2 separate regions of the Ovis aries genome follow, and region 1 is linked to region 2. Evidence: chromatin contacts called from public Hi-C data. All regions are on one chromosome and are shown on one strand. Each heading gives the region's core, a stretch centred on a gene start, on an enhancer-like site or on the middle of the called end of the contact. The rest is flanking DNA. Distances are from core to core; before and after follow the strand shown. Region 1 overlaps ZNFX1 (zinc finger NFX1-type containing 1). Region 2 holds the start of DDX27 (DEAD-box helicase 27).

Region 1 (4,714 bases), core at 558-3,057, 43 kb after region 2:
CATTAAGAGAAGCTGGCAAGAGAGAAATGAGCATGGAAGTTTCCTGCACAGAGCTGGCAGGGAAGACACTTACAAGGTCCTGGAGGAGGGAGATGATATTGCTAATGTGTTCTGGATACTGGTTTCGAACTTCAGGGAGGGGTTCAGTGATCATCCCTACCACATAAGCTGGCAAGCAGACTTTGAGGAATTTGGAATTCTTCAACATGCCCAGGACATGAAGAACACTGTGGCGGTCCATTCTGGAACTGCAAGCCTTCCGAACAACCTGGCAGACGAGCTCAAGCAAGCTGGACTTCATAAAAGAATGAGACAAGAGTTCCTTCAGTCCCGAACATGTGGCAAGGGTGATGACCACCTCAGAGGAGTCTTTTTGCAGAAGACTTTCCAGGAACTTGTAGCCCAGTTTCTTCACCTGCTGTGGCTGTTCTGCAGGTTTTTGCTGGGGGGTCCGCCACTGCTGGAAGTTTTCATCAGATCGTGGTGGGGGTCTGCGGTTCCTTCCCTCCTGGTTGCCATTTCTCCTCCTGTTATCATTTTCCTGACCATGTCTTTGGCCTCTAGGCTCGTCATTGGTATGCCCTTCCTGATTCCTCCTTCCCTGATGTGGGTTCCTGCCCATGGCCCCAAACCTCTCTTCTCTTTGCCGATGAGGAAAAGGATGGTTGTTGGCCCTGGGATGCCTTCCGGGCTGGCTGGCTCCTCCTCTGAGATTATTGGCTGGTGGGTTATTGGCCTGATTTCTAGCTCTTGGTGGTAATTCTCCATCCATAGGTCCTAAACACAATGGGAATTTGGGGCAAACATAAAAATCAAGATGCAAGAAAATCCAATAGTACAACAATATGAACATACTTTTATTTTCCAAAACAACTGAGAAGCTTAGGTTTTATTTGGAGAGAAAAAAGGTTTCCTACCAAGTCATGTAATAAATATAAAATAGATTACTATGGTTGCTGTACACATTATGAAAATACTGTTTTTTCAGAGGGTACAAAAAGGAAAAAGGGAATAAACATTTGTTGAGTACCTCATACATGACAGAAATAATTACTCATTTAATCTTCATAAGCTGGGATTATTTCAGGGGCTCAAAGAGATCATCTTATTTTCTCAGCCTCTTGCCAATACCAAATAATAGTGAAAGCATGAGTTTCATAGTCAAACAGACCTGATTCAAATCTTGGTCTAGGGACTTCCCTACTGTACAACCTTGGCTAAGTTGTATAATTTCTCTAAGCCTCACTATCTGGGTTGCTGTAAACATTAAATGTTTATAAGATGCTTAGTATACTATCTGACATATAAAGAGCTCTCATTAAATGTTAGTTATTACTAGCAGAAATACTAATCATTTTTTATTGGGAAAACTCTATTGATTTCTAGGGCCATAGTTTCTGTCTCTAAACAATTAGGTCACAGGCAACAGTGGCATCAAGCGGGGTAAAAGTATACAGGGAAATATATATTTGAACTTTGCTCAGTATCAGATGGCAAAGGGGAAGGTAGGACTTCCTTTCCCAAGATGTTTTTGAGCCAAATAATAGATTGTGAAGGAAACCGAAAAACGAAACTCAAATTCTGTTTCAGGTCTGAAAAATGAAACTCAAACTTTGATTCAGGAAACTGAAAAATGAAACTTAACTCTTCCTCCTTTCTGCAGCACGAGTTCGTCTACATAGTACTTCTCTATTCCCAATCCTCAGACAAGGAGGTCTGCAGAAGAGCAGAGGTGCCCAGCAGACACAGGAAAGCTAACGCCATCCTGTGGATGAGGCTGAACGTGTCTTTCTTGATCTGCCACACATTTCATAAGTGACCTTGGCCAATCTACCCAAGCCCATTTTCTTTCACTTTCCTTTCCTCTAAAACTGAGTCTGGAGCTGACCCAATTTAGCAGAATGACTTGGAGAGTTTAAAAACAAATAAACAAAATAAGACTGTATGCAATGATTTGATGATAACAAATGTTATGAAAGTTTCAAATGAATATCATATTCAAGACGACTGTGCCATTTCATGTCGTCAGATCCAAAAAAAATCTACTAATGTACATATTTCCTTGTAACTGTTGCTTTTACATTTACTTTTCAGACTCCCAAGATATCATTAAATTTAGTCCTACTTTTAATACTGGTAAAAAGCCCTACTTTTAATGCTGGTCTGATTAGAAGACAATGTTTTGGAAGAATGGAAAATTGTATTATTTCTCAACCTTTCAACATTCACATAGCTCATAAAATAATATTCTACAGTTCTTCCTCATCTGTTCCACAACTAAAATTTGGAGGATATATTGCAAACTTAGGAAAAGGCAAGGCTCCATTCAGTTTTGTTTTAGTTCTGAGCAAACAGAATAATCATTGCAATTGAGTGATGTTTTTGGAACTAACTTTGCTTTGGTGACTAGGACTCTATACACATACCATCAAACACATAGCTACTAGCTATGTGTAGCTATTAAGCATCTTAAATGTGACTAGTCTGAATTAAGATGTGTAAACTGACACATGGAATTTTGAAGCCTTAACAGAAAAAAAGTTAAAAACCTCATTAAAATTTTTTATATTGGTAACATCTGAAAATGATAATACTGAATACTTCCAGGGAATAAACACAAAATTGAAATTGCTGAAGTACTATGAACACTAATTAGAAAAGGCAGGTGCACACTTATATTCTTCACAGCATTATTTACAATAGCCAAGATATGGAAGCAGCCTGAGTAAATTAAGAAAGAAGATGTGGGGTGTACACACACACACACACACAATGGACTATAACTCAGCTATAAAAAGAACTAAATCTTACAGTTTTTAACAACAAGGGTGGACCTAGAGGGTATTACGGTAAATGAAATAAGGCAGAGAAAGACAAATACTCTATGACTTTACTTATATGTGGAACTTTAAAAAAACAAAAGAAATGAACAAACACACACAAAAAGAAACAAAATTATAGATACAGAGAATAAACAGGTGATTACCAGCGGGGAGGGAAGTAGGGGAAGAAGAGAAGTAGGTGAGGCAGATTAAGAGGTACAAACCCCCAGTTATAAGATTAATAAATAGTAGAGAAATAATGTACAACACAATAAATGTAGTTAACACTGCTATATATTATATATTAAAGTTTTTAAGAGAGTAAATCCTAAGATTTACCCTAAAAATCCTAATTTTTTCCTTTATCACAAGGAAAAAACTTTTTTCTGTTTCTTTGGTTTTGTCTCTATATGAGATGATGGATGTTCACTAAACTTATTCTGATAATCATTTCATGATATATATTTAAGTCAAATTATTATGCTATATACCTTAAACTTACACAGTGCTATATGTCAATTATATTTCCATAAAACTAGAAGGAAAAAACTCCAAGAAAAGAACTATAATAATAAAATATATTCAATTATAATCAAATGATATTATTTGGATATACCAGCTTAAATAAGATAAATATCAAATTTTATTAAATGATTATTTAGTATTAAGTTTTAAAATTTCATGTCACCTGTTTTTTGTTTTTAATGATGCTACTAGAACATCAAAAATTATGTTTTTGGCTTGCATTATGTTTCTACTGGATAATGCTGCTCTAAACCAGTTATTGCCATTTCTAATACCTCATCTCTACTTTTGCTAAAGTGAACTGTACCATTTTAGAAGCTCTCTTAAGGAAAGGGGAGGGCTGTCTCGTCTCAAAGTCACTCATGCTGTAACTAAGGAATAAATCATTCTCAGTGTTTTTTTGACTTTGCTGCTCGGCCTGCAAGATCTTAGTTCCACAACCAGGGACTAACCCTGGCCATTGCAGGAAAGTACCAAGTCCTGGAGAAGGAAATGGCAACCCACTCTAGTATTCTTGCCTGGAGAATCCCATGGATGGAGGAGCCTGGTGGGCTACAGTCCATGGGTTTGCAAAGAGTCGGACACGACTGAGCGACTTCACTTCACTTCACCGAGTCTTAACCACTGGACCTCCAGGGAATTCTCAAGAATAAACCATTCTTTACTTGAGAGATGCAGTCAATTTTGGTGGGCCTGCTCATCCATAAGGAACTTGATTTCCTTCCCATTATAGATTTTCTTCAACTTATGTTAGGTTATTTTCTGATAAGCCCACTATAAGTTCAAAACATTGTTAAAAAGGCACTAAATACACCTAATCTATCAAACATCATAGCTTAGCCAAGCCTACCTTTAATGTGCTCAGAACATTAACAATAGCCTACAGCTGGGCAAACTCATCTAACACAATGCCTATTTTATAACAAAGTGTTGAATATTTCATGTAATTTACTGAATAATGTACTGAAAGAATAAAATGGTTGTCTGGATACAAGTGGTTTTGAGTGTATTAATTGCTTGCTCTTCGGACAGCAAGGCTGACTGGGAGCAGAAGCTCACTGCTGCTGCCCAGCATCACGAGAGAGCATCTTACCACACACATATTGCTAGCCCAGGAAAAGTTCAAAATTCAAGTGTGAAGCACAGCTTCTACTCAATGCATATGGCTTTTGGACTATCTTGTAAAGTCAAAAATCATAAGTGGAACCAACATCAATCTGGGATCATCTGAGAGTAGAAAATCTTGCTCACCTCTGTGGTTAATACGAGGATTCCTGGGTCCCACCTCTGGACAAGGTCTTCGGTCCTCCATGTCTGAGTCACCTGATCTCCTCCACGGTCACGTTATTTCAGTTGTCTGAAAGTCT
Region 2 (4,080 bases), core at 869-3,368:
GCTACAAGATGTGGCCAAAAAAAAAAGTAAAAAAAAAAAAAAAAAAGACAACTGAACCTACTTCTACACCGTAACTACTACTCTGCTGCAAGTAGAAAGTGTTAATATGGAAATAGCAAATAGCTATGAAGGAGGATGGGTAGTTCAGGAAGACTTCATGCAGGAGGTGTATTTAAGTAAAGTTAAGATTCAGTAAGATACCCGCAAGCAGAGAAGATGAAAACTTCTTGGTAAATTGTGAGATCTTCTTTCCTAAGTACCCTCGAGCCCTGCCTCTAGTTCTGGCTCTCTAGTTCACTGGCTCTGTGACCTTGAGGAGAACCTCTCTGAGCCTTCAGTTTCTTCATCTGTAAAATGGCAAAGCGACAGTAATTGTACCTTCTGCGAGGACTGTGGTGAGGATTAGTTGATACCTGTAAAAGTGCTTAGATTGGTACTTGGTACAGAGTAAATGTTATAGGTGTTCAGTTCAGATCAGTTGCTCAGTCGTGTCTGACTCTTTGCGACCCCATGAATCAGAGCACACCAGGCCTCCCTGTCCATCACCAACTCCCGGAGTTCACTCAGACTCACGGCCATCGAGTCTGTGATGTCATCCAGCCATCTCATCCTCTGTCGTACCCTTCTCCTCTGCCCCCAATCCCTCCTAGCATCAGAGTCTTTTCCAATGAGTCAACTCTTCGCATGAGGTGGCCAAAGTACTGGAGTTTCAGCTTTAGCATCATTCCTTCCAAAGAAATCCCAGGGCTGATCTCCTTCAGAATGGATTGGTTGGATCTCCTTGCAGTCCAGGGGACTCTCAAGAGTCTTCTCCAACACCACAGTTCAAAAGCATCAATTCTTCGGTGCTCAGCCTTCTTCACAGTCCAACTCTCACATCCATACATGACCACAGGAAAAACCATAGCCTTGACTAGACAGACCTTAGTCGGCAAAGTAATGTCTCTGCTTTTGAATATACTATCTAGGTTGGTCATAACTTTTCTTCCAAGGAGTAAGCAGCTTTTAATTTCATGGCTGCAGTCACCATCTGCAGTGATTTGGGAGCCCGACAAAATAAAGTCTGCCACTGTTTCCCCATCTATTTCCCATGGAGTGATGGGACCGGATGCCATGATCTTCGTTTTCTGAATGTTGAGCATTAAGCCAACTTTTTCACTCTCCACTTTCACTTTCATCAAGAGGCTTTTTAGTTCCTCTTCACTTTCTGCCATAAGGTGGTGTAATCTGCATATCCGAGGTTATTGATATTTCTCCCGGCAATCTTCATTTCAGCTTGTGCTTCTTCCAGCCCAGCGTTTCTCATGATGTACTCTGCATAGAAGTTAAATAAGCAGGGTAACAATATACAGCCCTGACATACTCCTTTTCCTATTTGGAACCAGTCTGTTGTTCCATGTCCAGTTCTAACTGCTGCTTCCTGACCTGCATACAGATTTCTCAAGAGGCAGGTCAGGTGGTCTGTATTCCCATCTCTTGAAGAATTTTCCACAGTTTATTGTGATCCACACGGTCAAAGGCTTTGGCATAGTCAATAAAGCAGAAATAGAATTTTTTCTGGAACTCTCTTGCTTTTTCCATGATCCAGCGGATGTTGGCAATTTGATCTATTCTTAATTTTTTCTTTTTTATGAAAATAAAAAGACATGTTTGAGTAAGCTCCTGGAGTTGGTGAGGGACAGAGAGGATTGGCGTGCAGCAGTCCACGGGGTTGCAAAGAGTCGGACACGACTGAGCGACCGAACTGATGAAAATAAATGCTTATTGGGGGAAAAAAAAAATCTAAGACGAAAATAAAGATCACCTATAAATTCTACTACCCAGAGACAATCACTAGTAGCTGTTTTACTGTACTTTTCTTTCACAATTCTTTGTACAGAAATATATGGGGTTATCCACGCATCTCTGTAGACTTCCTCCTCACACACTCCTCTAACCACCCCACCGTTTCCCAAGCACCAACAAAACAGAATTTACGAGTCTCCGTTTCGTCAAGCAAAGAACGCATGCGCGCTCCCAGAGTTTGGGCGGGCACCGGCAGAGGAGGGCGCCGAGGGGAAGTGACGTCAGCACGTTTGCATTGACGACCCGAGGGGGGCGGAAGTGTGTGAATCGGCCGGCGCGCCGCGCTGCTTTCCGGAAGTGGTTGCCGAGGCACCATGCTCTCGGAACTGGGCTTCATCGGGACCATAGGTGAAGATGAGGACGTGCAGGTGGAGCCGGAGACGGACTCTGAGGACGAGGAGGAGGAGGTACGGGCCGATCAGGGTGGCAGCGCGGCGGCAGGCAGTTGCTGTCCTTGACTGCTTCCCTTCTCCGCCGTGCCTCAGGTTCCTGTCCCCAGGTCCTCGGCATCCTCTGCCCGGCTGCCAAGTGTCCCTGGGCCTCACCTGGACCCCCGGTGGTTGCCACTAGCCTTTCCTCATCTGTGCCCATGCCGTTCCGTGTCGCCTTGATGAGCTTCGTACCCATTCACTGAACTGAAGTTTAATCCAGGCCTGTGTCATAGAGATCCAGAGACGGAGTCAGTCCTGGTTCTAATTCAAGGAGCCGTGTTACCATGCATTCATTAAGTCAGTACTGACTGAACTGATTTACGTGCGTTACACCTAGTGTTGAGCATCCAGGGCATAGCGGTGAACAGGGTAGACAAGGAAACCGCTCTCCTGAAGCTTATGGATGGGGAGTTAAGAGACTTAGTCAGGATGGCGATTAAAAAGGCATAGGTGTCCTGGAAAGGTGCTCACCCTTTAAAGATCCAGCTCAAGTATTTCCCCCTCTGCGGCTTCATCTGCCTACTGACACCTCCGTTTGGGGGTCCCTTGGCCTCTAAGGGTTCAGTTTTTTCAAAGCTGAACTCTTGGGTCTCCCTCACCCTGCCAACCTGCTCCATCTCACACCAGAAACCCTGCAGTCATGCAACTTCTTTCTCCTCTCTCCCCTCCAATGCTCTGTAGGCTACCTTGGAAATCTCTCTTCAGTGTCTTCCGGGCTCAGTCCACACTGCTTCCACTCTAGTCCAGCCCACTACCATCTTGTACCTGGTTACCTACAATCTTAATATACCTGGTCTCTAGCTGTTTCTCTTGCCTCCCTCTTCCCCCACAGTATATTTTCCACTTAGCAGCCAGAATGATCTTTTCACTTTGAGAATGGAAAACTGTCAGAGAAAAGTTATCATTTACATGTGGAATCTAAAATATGACACAAATATAGAGAGCAGACTTGTGGCAGGGAAGGACGGATTAGGAATTTGGGATTAGCAGATGCAAACTATTATATATATAAGATGGAGAAGCAACAAGGTCCTTCTGTATAGCACAGGGATCTTTTAGTTGCTGCATCTGGGATCTAGTTCCCTGACCAGGAATTGAACCCGGGTCCCTTGCATGGGGAGGGTGGAGTCTTAGCCACTGGACCACCAAGGAAGTCCCTCATTTCCTTCTTCTCTTTCTGGTGTTCTTTCATCTTAGTCCCATAGTCATCCTTCTTCTCCCTCTTCCCAGGGGCCCATTGTGTTGGGCAGAAAGCAGAAAGCCTTACAGAAGAACCGCAGTGCTGATTTCAACCCTGACTTTGTTTTCACTGAGAAGGAGGGAATGTACGATGGCAGCTGGGCCATGGCCGATGTCCTAAGCCAGCTCAAGAAGAAGGTGAGATTGACAGTGATAGGCAGTTCCAGGCTGAGAATCGGACACAGTTAAGGTTGGACACTGGGTTTCAGGGTCCAGTGTTGTAGGAATACCAAATGTCACATATCAATTGATTGACTTAAAAAATGGACATAGCTGTGTTAAAATGGTCTCTTTTCTAGATGTTCATTTCTTGTTTTGAGTATTAGAAAGAAACCTTTTTAATGTCAGTTTATTACAAAGAACAGTCCAGCAGATTTCCTTGGTAGTGGGGTTTTTGAAGGCTTGATGCAGTCCCACAGAGACTGTTACTTTCTGCCACTTGTCAGGTGATCTCAGGTGACCTTAGTGTTTAGGATTTCTGGTTCCCACACATCACAGGCAAAACCACCACAGATGTTGTCATCTGCTTATTTGCCAAAATCCTGTGCTTTCCTTTGAATGTGGT

Evidence for each region. A called contact is a pair of places that touch in the nucleus more often than the background predicts.
Region 1: a contact with region 2 is called in a Hi-C map of liver, with 1.7 times the contacts expected there. The contact joins the enhancer-like site here to the promoter of DDX27 in region 2. A contact is called at or near these places in 2 of 16 Hi-C or Micro-C datasets (blood and liver).

Annotation. Positions count from the first base shown.
Region 1 is chr13:77,366,559-77,371,272 of ARS-UI_Ramb_v3.0, forward strand. It overlaps ZNFX1 (zinc finger NFX1-type containing 1), which reads right to left. Exons shown (of 14, transcript XM_027977309.2): 2 at 4,599-4,714; 3 at 1-777. The coding sequence starts at 4,659. Among named protein-coding and RNA genes, the nearest start is that of ZNFX1, 4.5 kb to the right of the region's middle. Within about 2 kb of position 1,808, at least 9 of the 54 cell types and tissues checked have an H3K27ac peak or open chromatin away from gene starts, as enhancers often do. A contact at or near this core is called in liver, where this site is marked.
Region 2 is chr13:77,323,426-77,327,505 of ARS-UI_Ramb_v3.0, forward strand. DDX27 (DEAD-box helicase 27) reads left to right here and starts at 2,119. Exons shown (of 21, transcript XM_027977308.2): 1 at 2,119-2,252; 2 at 3,507-3,653. The coding sequence starts at 2,160.